2 separate regions of the Mus musculus genome follow, and region 1 is linked to region 2. Evidence: chromatin contacts called from public Hi-C data. All regions are on one chromosome and are shown on one strand. The core of a region is the stretch at or near the end of the contact, and the rest is flanking DNA. Distances in the headings are between cores, read along the strand shown.

What was found. A called contact is a pair of places that touch in the nucleus more often than the background predicts.
Region 1: a contact with region 2 is called in a Hi-C map of B cells, with 5 read pairs. The contact joins the enhancer-like site here to the promoter of Tgds in region 2. A contact is called at or near these places in 2 of 39 promoter capture datasets (liver and pre-B cells), 1 of 484 Hi-C or Micro-C datasets (B cells) and 1 of 9 other capture datasets (liver).

Annotation. Positions count from the first base shown.
Region 1 is chr14:120,402,462-120,405,797 of GRCm38.p6, reverse strand. It overlaps Mbnl2 (muscleblind like splicing factor 2), which reads right to left. Exons shown (of 8, transcript NM_207515.2): 7 at 1,066-1,160. Among named protein-coding and RNA genes, the nearest start is that of Gm26679, 15 kb to the right of the region's middle. Within about 2 kb of position 1,932, at least 8 of the 459 cell types and tissues checked have an H3K27ac peak or open chromatin away from gene starts, as enhancers often do. A contact at or near this core is called in B cells, where this site is marked.
Region 2 is chr14:118,131,209-118,134,215 of GRCm38.p6, reverse strand. It overlaps Tgds (TDP-glucose 4,6-dehydratase), which reads left to right and starts at 1,451. Exons shown (of 12, transcript NM_029578.3): 1 at 1,451-1,572. The coding sequence starts at 1,487.

The DNA.
Region 1 (3,336 bases), core at 683-3,182, 2.3 Mb before region 2:
GTGAACCTGTCCTTCTGGCTTGCAGGCCAAAGCTGGGAGACAGCCATCCACACTCCGGCACACCCTCTCCCTGTGTTTAACTTACCATTTCACCTATTGGCCTGGCTGTCCTCCCAAGGTCTCAGCCCACATTTTTTTTTTTTAAAAAAATCCTTTTCATCTTTTCTCAGCATGGTTGAGTTTATTTAAAAGAAAACACAAAATGAAAAAATAAAAAGCTAACAAACAAAAAACTCCCAAATTATTCTCTGAAGGGAGGGCCTCCATGTGGGGGTGCTTTCCTCTGTGAGATGAGAGCATAGCTCACCACCTCACACACATCCCTTGTGGCCGACAAGCATGAGTGTAAACTGGCTAAGCAGGGTCAGAGACACAGTCAGCTTGTGACCACAGAGCAGGAAACAGCCCACTGGCTCTCCCCAACGGGAGGCACCCCAGGTCTGAGGGGCACATGCATTAAGCCGACATAGTACACTCTCATATTCAGCTAAAGCCAGCGGTGGGAGCCCGGCACACTGCTAGCACACTGGTCTCTTAGGGTGCCGTGGCTCTTACACCGGATCTGAACAGATCTTCCAGGGTGTACTGAGTCAACACCTGTGACTCAGGTCGGTTTTCGTGAGAATTATTCGGACGTCAAATTTGACGCTTAGGGTATGGGAGGAGAATTTCCATTTTTCTCCCACCACAGAATAAGCCGAATCAAAGCAGAGCTGGTTTGGGAGCCTCCACAGGCACAGTTCTACGTTCCTCGTGTGGTAACTCACAAACCACCGGGTAAGCAACACTGTACTAAAAGGAACTTAAGCCTGTCAGGTTAATTACACAATATTAGGTACGAAAACAAACAGTGCAACACAAAACATAGCTACATCATTATTTGCAGTAAATGTTAACTCTAAATAAGTGCAACCTGTCCACAAATGCTTGCTATAGAACTAATTAAAAAATAAAATTGGATGGATAAACATGAAAAAAAAATTCTCACCGAGAATTTTTTTTTTAAATATCAGCACTCATTTAGAGTTCGGGATTTGTGAAAGAAAAGCTTTAAAAGGAGCAAACCTGATTGGCTGTGGCTGTTGCTGCGAAGGGGACACTTGTTGCAGGAGTTGTTGCTGCAGAGACAGTGGCGGACGTAGCGCTGTGCATCATGGGTACTTTCAGGAGGGGAACCATGGGAGCAATGAACAGGAGGGTGTAGCATTATGGTAATAGAAGTGGTATTTGGCATGGTGAATATCAGAGCAGCAAGCCATCATGGGTTAACCAGCAGATGGCATGCGATCACAGTGCAAAGCAAGGGAGCATGGGAGAGAAATAAAAAGGGAAAATAGCTTATTACAAGTACAGTTAAAGGAAGTTCTCAAACACAATCAGTGATTCCCAGAGAGCCCAAAGCGCATCGCTTTGATCAAAACAGAGCTATTCCCAATTCAGAGGATGGCATCATGACCATAGATAGCTACAGCTGCTTCTCAATACATGATAGGTAATACCCAATGAACCAAGTGGACTGATCATAAATTCCAAAACGCCACAGGCTCAGAGGGCCTAATTTAGAATAGGATGAACTTTGGAATCAATTGTGGTTAAACCAAAAAACATTTTTCTCTTAAATTTGGAAGCATATCTGAACGGTGGAATTTCAGTGGCTCCATGTTTTACTTCGGTCACTAAAAGGTGAGGCAAGAGAAATGGCTTTGGTGTAAATTCTAGAGCGGTTACTACGAAGTAACCAGATCCATTTTTGCCAGTGGTGACTTTCTGAATTTGTAAGTGAAATGAATCAGCTGCCCTGAAGACAGACTTGTGTGCCAAGGTCCTGAATTCGAGAGAAGACCCCACTGTTAAAATTCCCCATCTAAGGGAATGGACGTGGAGGCACAAAAATAAGCAAAGCAAAAACAAAACTAAAAAACCAAAGCCATTAAAAATAAGTCTGCCCTCTAAAAAGAGAAGTAAGTAGCGTAGTTCAGGCACTTGGTCTCAAAACACATCCAAGTATAATTGTTTTCCAAAAATAAATACTTCTGGGAAACTCTGATAACTCTAACACACAGCAAAGAGGAGGTAAAGGCACACACCACTATGAAACTTTAAAACATTGATGAAATTAGCCTGCCTCTGCTTGCTTCATGCTAAACCAGATAAACTATAAAGAGAAACAACACAAATCATTTTTTTTAAAAAGCACACTTGCACTTGTGGTTTCACGTCTCTGTGGTGATCGTTCTAGCATTAAGAGGTCACATTAAAACCATCACTCTCTTAAATACACAAGCATAGCTTACACGTTAACTCTAAAGCTATTAAGCCTTCAGATCTACTTCCTAAAGCATTCTCTACTGTCTCTGAAATACATGTCAAACAGTGAAGGCATTGCACATCATATAAAAGACAAATAAAAAAAGGTTGGAACCTACCAATACTGGTAGCGGGTGTCATGCACAAAACTGACCCTGAAGTCATGCAATGGGGGGAGGGAAAGGTGAATAAAAGGGAAAGAAACAGGTTAGCGGTTTAGAGTTAACATTCAGAGTGAGATCGAAGCACAAGGAGGTTAGTTTACACAGTTCTTAGGGCCGTTCACATCGTCAGTATAGCAGATAGATCCAACTTACTTAAAGCCAATAAGATTCCAAGCCCCACTCTCCGAGTACTTGAGTACTCTCCCCTTCTACTCTAGGCCAACATGATCCTAAGGAGGATGGCATGTGATGATGCAACTGTGTCCTTCTCTGAAGACCTCAAAGGATTTTACACACATGATCAAGTTAACCCTGTCAGGTGGAGAGTAGGTATTTTACAGATGAAAAAATCTGAGGCACAGTAACCCCTCCAAGGTCAAGTGCAGTGTGAGCCAAGGACATGGCCTGAGGTAGAGTTCCGTGCTAAATCCAGGCCAGAGCTGATGCTCGCCAGAGTGCGCTACACTCCCGAGTGCGGTGAAATGTGTGTTGTGTCGATAGAAAGGTGAAAAGAACAGTGAGTTGAGATTTCACATCCTCTAAGTCAAAGCCCTTGCCGCGTATGGCAGGGGTCTCTTGAGCAACAACCTGGGTGCTGGGAATGTAGACGGAAGCTTCTGGATGGACTTGCTGCATGGGTCTGAGATCTGTTCTGGCTAGGAGACTTGCTGTGACAAAGGGGTGGCATGTAACAGTGAAGTCTAAGAGCCATATATGTAACTGTGGAAAACTGGGACCGCACTAAGACCCTGGTGAGAGATTTTGATCATGGCCACTTCAAGGAGGCTTCCGAGGGATCGAAGAGTTAGGGAGTGTTGGTTGGTGTCTGGGTTAGTGGGAGAAGGGAAGCCAAAGTCACTGCTTC
Region 2 (3,007 bases), core at 202-2,701:
GTCCTCTGGAAGAGAAACTAGCGTTCTTAACCACTGGGCCACACTTCCCTCCAGCCTTTGTTTATACAGATTGACTGCCTGGGTTTCTTGATGGTGCTCTCTGAACCTTTCTTTCAGAGCATTGCCAGGTTTTTCATTGTTTGATAAAATAAAACCCTACTAAGTTTAAGTTGTTGAAAGCTTTAATTGTGTAAATGGTAAACCAAGAACGTGGGTGAGGTTGATTCTAAAGGAAAAGCAGAGCATGGGCTTTGATTACTGTAGGCACTTTCCCTTTGTCTCGTGTGTGTGTGTGTGTGTGTGTGTGTGTGTGTGTGTGTGTGTGCTTGAGACAGGGTTTCTCTGTGTAACCTGGCTGTCCCGAAACTCACTCTGTAGACCAGGCTGTCCTTGAACTCAGAGATCCATCTGCTTCTGCCTCCCAGGTGCTGGCACTAGAGGTGTGTGCTATCACCTGCTGGCTTCATGTCTTTCTTCTTGATCAGTAATGTTATTCTCTTTCACTGAAGACAGGCTTTTTTTTTTTTTTTTTGATGCCTCGGTACATAAAAAATTAATATGACTTCTAATCACTCCCACTTGGTAGAGCCTCCGAATTCATAGAAAGCAGCAGACTATAATATAAACAGCAGTGAGCAATCATATGATAAGCCCACTTGTTGATGAGTGTGTGATAGATCTGGTCCCAGAGAAATGAATGGCCTTACCTCCATGGAGCAGAGACAGTGAGAAATTACATCAGTGGCCAATTTGTTGATGAATGATAAGAAGAAAACAAAAAAAAAAAAATGGTTCTGCATGGTTAGAGTCAAGGAATGACTCTAATAGGAAGATGGCACTCAAACTGAGAACTGAAGGAGGTAAACACTAGTCAGACATCCGAGGAAAGGGCAGGTAGACCAGGGAAGAACACCTGGTAATATAAATAAGAGCAAGAAGGACCAGGATTGGGGCACAGTGAGCAGACAAGAGAAGAGAGTAAAACCTTCCAGGGAACTCTGCAAAACTTACTTATCATGATTGCAAGCGGCCTTCGCCTTTTGTGACAGTATTTACAACAGTGAAACATAATTTTGCAATGCAACTTTCCATTTCCATACTGCATACATTCTAGAGGATTCTGCTCAGCTGGGTGTTAGTCTATGAGCATAGCTGAAGTTCAAAAATGAAGGCATCGATTCATAACTCCGAATTTCTAAGCACCTATAGTAGTAATCCATGCTGGTGACACTTGCTTAGAAAATATTCCAGACCCTAGTACCAATGACCCTAATTTCTCCTAGCTGGTGACTATGGGCTAGAGAGTGCGCGCCTGCGCAGTGCCACTGCCGGCTCCGCCCCTCTTTTGGGGTCTGGGAGAACCCGGAAGCCTCTGCGACTTCCTTTGAACGTGTCGGGGGCGGGGCATGTCGTAAAGCGTCGTGAAGCTGCTTCCCTCGGTTCTTCAGACGCCGCGCTTTACGGCGCTGGCTCTGCAGAGCTGAAGATGTCCGCTGCGAGCCGGGAGGAGCGTTCTGGTCCTCCCGGCAGCTTCGCGAAGCGGGTCCTGGTGACCGGGGGTGCTGGTTTCATGTAGGTAACGGTGCTGGTGGCTGAGAAGTTTCTCCCCACAAATCCTAACCTTGCCCTGCGGTTCTCCTTGTCTTTTGCACTTCGGGTCCACGACTTTGCAGATCCGTTATGGGGAGGGTCCCAATGCACAGCCCGGATGTCCATCCGGTTTCCCTCACTTTCTGGCCAGCCAAGACGAGGTTGCTTCGAAAATGCGACTTCTTTAACACCTTCCCCACAAAAAGGGGAACTCAGGAGTGCCTTGCTGCTGTCCCACCCCCTACCTGCCCGGGGGTGTTTACCACCTGTCACTTTTCTGAGAAGCACACATCAGTTTCATTCCCTTTTCTTCCCGCTCTCTGACAAAGCTCCGGCCAGCAGATGAAGGCCTTTCCAAAAGCTCGCCTCTACACGATGTGAGGATCGATCGTAATGGGACTCTTTGTCTTGTCTTCTCTTTTTTAGAAACTGTTTACAAATCCTTTGTTATTCCCAACCTGTTTGAGGCTCACACCCACCTACCGTGAAACTGTCCTTTCTATTTGTGTCAAAGCTTATTCTTAATTTGACTTCTGTTCCCTGCCTCCTTTTCCTTAGAACACTGCTACTATCCCTCTCCTGTTGATCTCGCGCGTTTTCTTTACACTTTGTAGAGTGTGTTCCTAAGTGAGATAGATGCAGCTGCATAGAGTTTTACAGTCATGGTTTCTGTGAGACTTGTAATGAAAGTCCAGGGTCTTTATCCGATCTAGAAGACTCGGGTGCTCGAGCCCTGCTTCCCAACCTAGTCTCTTGCTTTTCTGTACTCGCCCACAACCCTCTCAGGCTTCTCGGAGCACAGGAGGTTAGTGCTGCTTCCCGACTTGAGGCAGTTGCATAGGCTGTTAATTTACCCGCATATCACCTTCAGAGTGCTTATGGGAACACCTTAGGCCACCCATCCACTCAGCACTACCTGAAATTACATTGAGTACTTGTGTTTACTTGTTTATGGCCTTGCCCTTCTTCTAGAGTATAAACTGTGTGAGAGTAGACTGATGTTCATTAAGCTCCCACAGAAAGAAAGGTCAGGGCCATATCGTGAAGGTCTTCTGTAAGAGTTGAGTGGATGGATGCGTGAGCGATCCACAGGAAGTTCTGTCCTTGTAGTGTCTCCTGCATGGGGAGGGGTCAGAGAGTCTTGGTTACTGCCCAAGAACATGCAGTGGGCCTTTTAAATCCACAGACACTTTGCTGAGAGTAGGTAGCAGGAAGCTGAGATTCACTTAATTAACAGACGTGTACGTGGGGAAATGCATGTACTTGCATGGAAGGGCTTGTTCACAAAGAATGTCCTAGAAAATGAAGGAAAGTGAAGTTTTTCACCAAGAACAAACTTCACCTTTACAATTGGCCAGTGCTAGCCATTACTCCCCAGAGCCCAAAATATGTTTATATATATATATGTTTCTTTTAC